2 separate regions of the Oryctolagus cuniculus genome follow, and region 1 is linked to region 2. The links are chromatin contacts, called in public Micro-C maps. All regions are on one chromosome and are shown on one strand. Each heading gives the region's core, a stretch centred on a gene start, on an enhancer-like site or on the middle of the called end of the contact. The rest is flanking DNA. Distances are from core to core; before and after follow the strand shown.

Evidence for each region. A called contact is a pair of places that touch in the nucleus more often than the background predicts.
Region 1: a Micro-C map of ear pinna shows a contact between it and region 2, with 5 times the contacts expected there. The contact joins the promoter of ZNFX1 here to the promoter of RNF114 in region 2. A contact is called at or near these places in 2 of 6 Hi-C or Micro-C datasets (ear pinna and an unstated tissue).

Annotation. Positions count from the first base shown.
Region 1 is chr11:11,177,470-11,180,504 of mOryCun1.1, forward strand. It overlaps ZNFX1 (zinc finger NFX1-type containing 1), which reads left to right and starts at 1,425. Exons shown (of 14, transcript XM_051844938.2): 1 at 1,425-1,601. It overlaps LOC103352391 (a long non-coding RNA gene), which reads right to left and starts at 1,327. Exons shown (of 6, transcript XR_011379842.1): 1 at 914-1,327; 2 at 553-642. LOC127491241 (small nucleolar SNORD12/SNORD106) reads right to left here and starts at 797; the gene lies at 707-797.
Region 2 is chr11:10,695,390-10,698,311 of mOryCun1.1, forward strand. It overlaps RNF114 (ring finger protein 114), which reads right to left and starts at 1,274. Exons shown (of 6, transcript XM_070051708.1): 1 at 1,094-1,274. The coding sequence starts at 1,233. SPATA2 (spermatogenesis associated 2) reads left to right here. Exons shown (of 3, transcript XM_070051700.1): 1 at 1-657. The coding sequence starts at 68.

The sequences.
Region 1 (3,035 bases), core at 175-2,674, 480 kb after region 2:
GTGATACAAAACAAAGCATTTTTAAAGAACTGTGGGGTAGGCTATGCCTACAGGGCCCGAAACCCACATGGCTGCTAGTTCCTATCCAGCTCCCTGCTTATGTGGCTGGGAAAGCATCAGAACATCGCCCAAGATCTGGGCCCTGCAGCCACGTGGGAGACGCGGCCGCAGCTCCTGGCCCCAGCCTGGCCCAGCCTCCGCTGTTGCGGTCATTTGGGACGTGAACCAGTGAACGGAAGACCTCCGCACCTCTGCCGTTACAATCAGTAAACCTCTAAGTAGAGAACCAGAGCCAGCTCTAAGCCCCCGGTCCTGCAGGCCCCGCCTCATCAGGGTGCAGGCTCACGTTCTGGGCCCTCGCTCCAGACGTGGCTTCCTGCTAGCGCGCCGGAGCAGACGGTGGGTGCCCAAGTGCGGGGCCGGGGACACACTGGGGGCGAACCGCTGACTCCTCACTCCGGAAGTGACGACCCCAACAGGACCAACTACCCAATGCTCAGTTTAACCCCCGGAGGGAGCTCCGCGAAGCACGTGTCCCCACGACACGCTTACCCTGCAGACCGAGGTTCGAGGCCCGCATCTGGCGCTCCCGCGCAAGCCCAGGTCACTCCGGCCTCCCACGTCCGTGCCGTCCCCTCGGACCTACGAGAGAAGGCATCGGTCGCCATCTCCCCACGCCCAGAGCCGACCGGCGCGGCCTTCCGCGGCTGGCGTATCAGAACCAACTGGCAAGCGTTCTGAGACCTCAGCATGGCCGATCTGACGGGGAAAAAAGTGAGGTCATCATGTACACCAGCCGCGCCAGTTCCTCCGCCCGCGGCCTTGGGGCGACCCCAGGGGAGACGGGGGGGACCTGCGCAGAGTCGACGAGACGGCCGGGGTAAAGATGGAGCGCAGCTGGGCCTTCACTCACCACACACAAAGCGGGGCTTCGACACTGGGAGACATCGTGCGAGAGACCACGATGCTACAGGCCAACCGCGAGCCAACCGCCGCCGACGCGAAAGGACCGACAGGGACGAGGCCCGCCCTTATATAATCATAGAGCTTCTTGCGCCTGCGCACTCGGCTCGAAACGCGCCGCGCGGGGCCCCCTGGGAAATGTAGTCTCCGGGTCGCGCAGCGCTCTAATGGTCGGCAAGGCCGCGTCTAGCCCCGCCCCCTTCTCTGGACACAGCGGGCCGCCCGGGCTTCTCGGCTTCACCGCCATGTCGCTCCTCAAGCGCACCAAGCCGCCCGCCGGATCCCCCGTCCGCCGGGACCGACTGAGTCCCGCGACGGCCTTGGGCCCAGTCCGCCCGCCCCCCGCAGTCCCCTCCCCTCAGCCGCGCCCTCCGGAGCCCGCCGGCCCCGCCGCTGGGGGGAGCTGAGGCGACAGCCACCGCCGGGGTGGGGGGCTGTGGCGCCGCTGCCGGGGCCCGGCCCCCGCCTCCTCCTCCTCCTCTTCCTCCTCCTCCGGGCCGCCCGCCCGGCTCCTCGCCCCGCCCAGAGCCTGCGGGGAACGGAAACCGAAAGTGCGCGGCGCCGGGCGGGGCCGCCGACCAGCCAGGGCCGGAGCGCGAGCTTCAGCCGGCGGCGGCGAGAGGACGCGCCGGAGACGGGTGAGTGGCCCCTGCCCCAGCCCCGCACCTGCTGGCCAGCTCCCGCGACCCCCGGCGCCCGGAGCCGCTCCGCCACTGCCGCCTCGGAAGCCCCGGTGCCCCCAGCGCCTCTGCTCGGCATCTTCCTGTCCCCAGCGCCCGTGACACCCCGCAGCCCCGGAGCCGCTGTCCGGCCCTCGGCCCCAGCCCTCCCCCCTGCGCGCCCCCCGCCGCCGCCCCCTGCACCTCCCCGCCTCTGCCTCCGGCCTCGCCATCGGGGTTCCCCCTGGTCCTCACCCCCGTCTGGTGCCGGGCGCGCTCAGCACCCCGCCCGCCGCCCCTGCCCGAGTCCAGCTCTGGGCCCCCGGTGCCCTGCTGCTGCCTGGGGATGGCGCCCCCCGCGCCCCGAGGCCGCCACCCCGCAGCCCCGGCACCTCCGGCAGTGCCCGGGCCCCTCAGGACCCTGGAGACTTCCCCCCGGGCCCCCGCCCCGGCACCGGCGTGACCGTCACTCATCTTCCTCTTCGTGCCCCTTAGGCCTTGAATCATCAAAAAACCCACTTTAGCCTGTTGTTTTCGTGCGTTTCCTGTTTCTCTCCGGTCCGCTCTTCCTAACATGTCTTCTGTCGCTTCTAAGCCGGGAATTTTCTGGGCCCGTTTTAATGTTTTTCAGCAAGAGGAAGAAGGGATTTCCCCCTCTGAAAATGTTTAAAAATCAGAAAAGAGAGCCTCCGCGTGTTGGAGCCTGCGGGGGTTAGGATGAGGGAAGAGGCAGCCCCAGGGGAGAGCCCCGGCTCCTTTTTCTGGTGAGGGTAGAAGCGCCCCTCGTATAATGCCAAACCCATTCGCAGTTTCCGGCCGTGAATATTTTAGAACTCAGTGGGGACACTCTCAGAAAAGCCTCGCTGAGCCCTGAGTCACCTCGGTCCCAGCCCTTGCGATGCGGGGGCTTGGACTGAGAAGTTCCCTTTAGGGGGCTTCCTTCCTGGTACTCTTGTGGGACCCGTGTTGAGACAGAGAAAGGAGAAGAATTGGGGGCTGCTAGCTGGTTCTTGTAGATGCTAGGCCTTGTGATGGAAGCCTCCTCTACTGAAACATGCACTCTGTTTGTCTTGATTCAGTGGAGTGGAGGGCTCCTTCGTTTGGCTGTGTTCCCAAGAGTAGGATGAGGCTAACTGCTCACTAATTATGTGCAAACCATAGGGTTCCCCAAGCTGTGGAGCACAGTGTGGCATACATGCCAGGTTGGGGGCCAAGTGCAAGGTTTTGGATTGACAACTATGCATTCCTTTCTGCCCTGGCAACATTAGTTGTCTGCTTTATGAGAGAGGAAACCGAAACCTAGTAACTGCTTCAGTAACGTAGCTAACAGCATACACCCTTGAGTGGGAATTGGCTCCTCCTCCGACCCCCAAGAAGGGGGAATTTGGACACTTGAGATCACCGAAATTGTGC
Region 2 (2,922 bases), core at 24-2,523:
GAGAGGGCCGGCGGCTCGACGCTGGGCCAAGGCTTCCGAAAGCTGTTAAGTGAATGGACCCCGCGGGATGGACACGAAGCTGGGTGGCCCTGCGCCGAGGTGCGCAGGCTCAGAGCAGGCGGCCGAGCTCCACTTCCACGCCGGGGACCCACTCCTCAGCCCGCCCCTTCCGCGGTCACGCGGCTCCTCGAGGCTGCGGCCCTGCACAGGAGGTCTCCAGCCGGGGCGGCACCACCTCTCCCCAGCTCAGCCGAGCGCAGACGCCGAGGGCGGCCATCTCCCGAGACCCCGAGGGAGGGGAGGGATGGCCACGGTGATAGCGCAGGGACCCGAGATCCGAGGGCAGAGGCGGGAGGCGCACGGGGCAGGAGTCCGGTTCCAGGCTGGCCAAAGGGCGCAGCAAGCAGCCGGCCTGGCCGCAGAGCCTCTGCCGGGTGCCCGGCGTCGACTACCCTGTAAAATGGCTGCCAGCCCCCGCCCCTGCACAGGTGCCCCCTGCAGACGACCGCCTGTGAGTGCCTACAGGTGCGCTCGCCGCCGACCAACAGAGGATCCCCGGGCCCCCGCCAAGGCGGCGGCCGTGCCTAGCACAGGGAGCCCACAGAGGAACAAGGCCTTGCGGGGAAGCACGACGCAGGTGAACCCGTTCGCCTACAGGTTTGCTTGTTTTGTTTTGTTCTTCTCTTCCCCTAGTTTTAGGAGCGTCTGTCGGAGCGAGGCCCCCGCGCGGCCCCCGCTCCCGGGCCAGCCCCCCACTCCGAGAAGCACAGCCCGGCGCGCCCCGAGCGGACTTCCCTTTCATTATTTCCCCCTCCTTCGGCGTTTCCCCATTTTCAGTGCGCAACGCCAGCCCCGACGCCCAGAGCCCTAGCCCCGAGGCGCATTCTGGCTCTCCCAGGGCGGACCTCGGCCCCTGCCCGGCGCCTCACGGGCCGCCCGGGGGCAGTCGGCTGTGCCGGCCCCGCCAGCTGCCACCCCCCAGGCCCGTCCTTGCGCCTCCGCCCCGGAGACCCTCCCCGTAGGGGCCTCGCTCCCCGGCTCCGCTCCCCTCCCAGCCGGGCGCCCTGCGGCCGGGCGCGAGCTTGCTGCTTACACGTGTCCGCAGGGCACCTGCACCGGCTTCTCGTACACCTCTAAGCACACGGGACAGGTGAAGCGGCCCAAGGGGTCGGCCTCCGCCGCTGCCGCGGCCAGCGGAGCGCCGCCCTCACGACCCTGCTGCTGCGCCGCCATCTTGCCGCCGCTCAGCTCCGCGCAAGGGCGGTCGGGAAGGAGGCGCTCGGCGAGGGGGCGGGTCCTCGGCGGCGACCGAGCACGCGCGTGGGGGCGGGGCGGAGCGTGCGGCGTGCGCCGGTAGGGGCGGGGCTTGTAGGTCGTGCGTGCGCACGCTGGGGGCGGGCTAGTGGCGGGCCACGCCCCCCGGACGCCGTACGGAGCTGGGGAGGGAAGTCTGGGAGGTGCGGACCCCGAAGGCGGCGGCTGCCGGTCGCGGCCGGTTTTCCAAGCTGAAAATGTTAGCTTCGCGCTAGCTGCGCTGTGATTTCATGCTTCTCTTCGAATCAACTCCATTCGATTCATATAAGCCTAACCGACATTTTAAAAATATATTTTCATTTTATTGCAAAGGCAGAGACTAGATGGGCAGCGGAGGAGCTGGGACTCGAACCGAGCACTCTGATAGGGACCGCGGCGTCCCAGGCGGCAACCTCACTGCCATGCCGAGTGCCACCCGAGCTTCAGTACGTCGTAAAGGGGAGTTGATGTCTCTCCTGAGCTGCAGCTGTCAAATCAATGTCGCAAAATCCATTGCGATGGGAACAGGATTAATTCACCTTGGGAGCTGTTGATGGTCAAAGGGGTCTCGGCCGTTATTAGGTGTGGGAGCTAGCCAACAGCACTTTTACTAAGATTTATTTATTCATTTGAAAGGCAGAGTTAGAAGGAGAGACACAGAAAGGCGGGTCTTCCGTCCACGGGGCAGGGCCAGGCCGGAGCCAGGAGCCTGGAACTACGGCCGGGTCTCCCCGTGGGAGTAGGAGCCCACGGATTGGGCCACCCTCTGCTGCTTTCGCTGGAGCGTGAGCGGGAAGCGGGGTTGGGAGTGGAGCAGCCGGGACTCGAACCGGCGTTCATGCTGGATGCCAGCGTGGCCAGCGCTGGGGGCCGCCTCTGTGCAGAGTGGACACCGCGGTCACCACCGGTGCACCTCCAACGAAGCTCTGCCGCGGTCCCGCCTGGTTCTCTCCACCGGGAAGGCAGCGTGCAGACAGGCCCGCACCTTAGACGCTGTGGAGGCCGCTCCCGTGCCCTCACTTGATTTCACTTGACCGGACAGCAGCAGGTTCTTTCAGCTATTGGGGGGGGGGGTGTCCGGCGCTGTGGCACAGACAGACGGTCAAGCTTCCGCCTGCGGCTCTGGCATCCCATATGGGCGCCAGTTCGAGTCCCGGCTGCTCCACTTCCGATCAGCTCCTTGCTAATTCACCTGGGAAAGCAGCAGAGGATGACCCAAGTGCTTGGGCCCCTGCACCCGCGTGGGAGACCCGGAGGAAGCTCCTGGCTTCAGATGGGCCCAGCTTTGGCTGTTGCGGCCATTTGGGGAGTGAAACAGCGGATGGAAGACCTGTCTCTCTCTCTCTCTCTCTCTCTCTCTGCCTTTCAAATACATAAATAAATCTTAAAAGAGAGAGGGAGAGAGGGGGAGGGGCATGTTTGTCCCGCGGGACGACCTGACTATTGGGGCAGCCGCCGAGAAGCCCAGTGCGTCCTCTTGGCTGTTTCTCCTGTTGCTGACCCCGTCCGCGTGTGCCTCGCCTTCCCTCCAGGGGCTGCGGTGTCCTTGAGGGAGCAGAGTGTGCCGCACGTGCAGGCCCCTGGGGAGGCTTCTGCAGGCCCTGGTGGGCGGGTGGGGGCTGCAGTGCC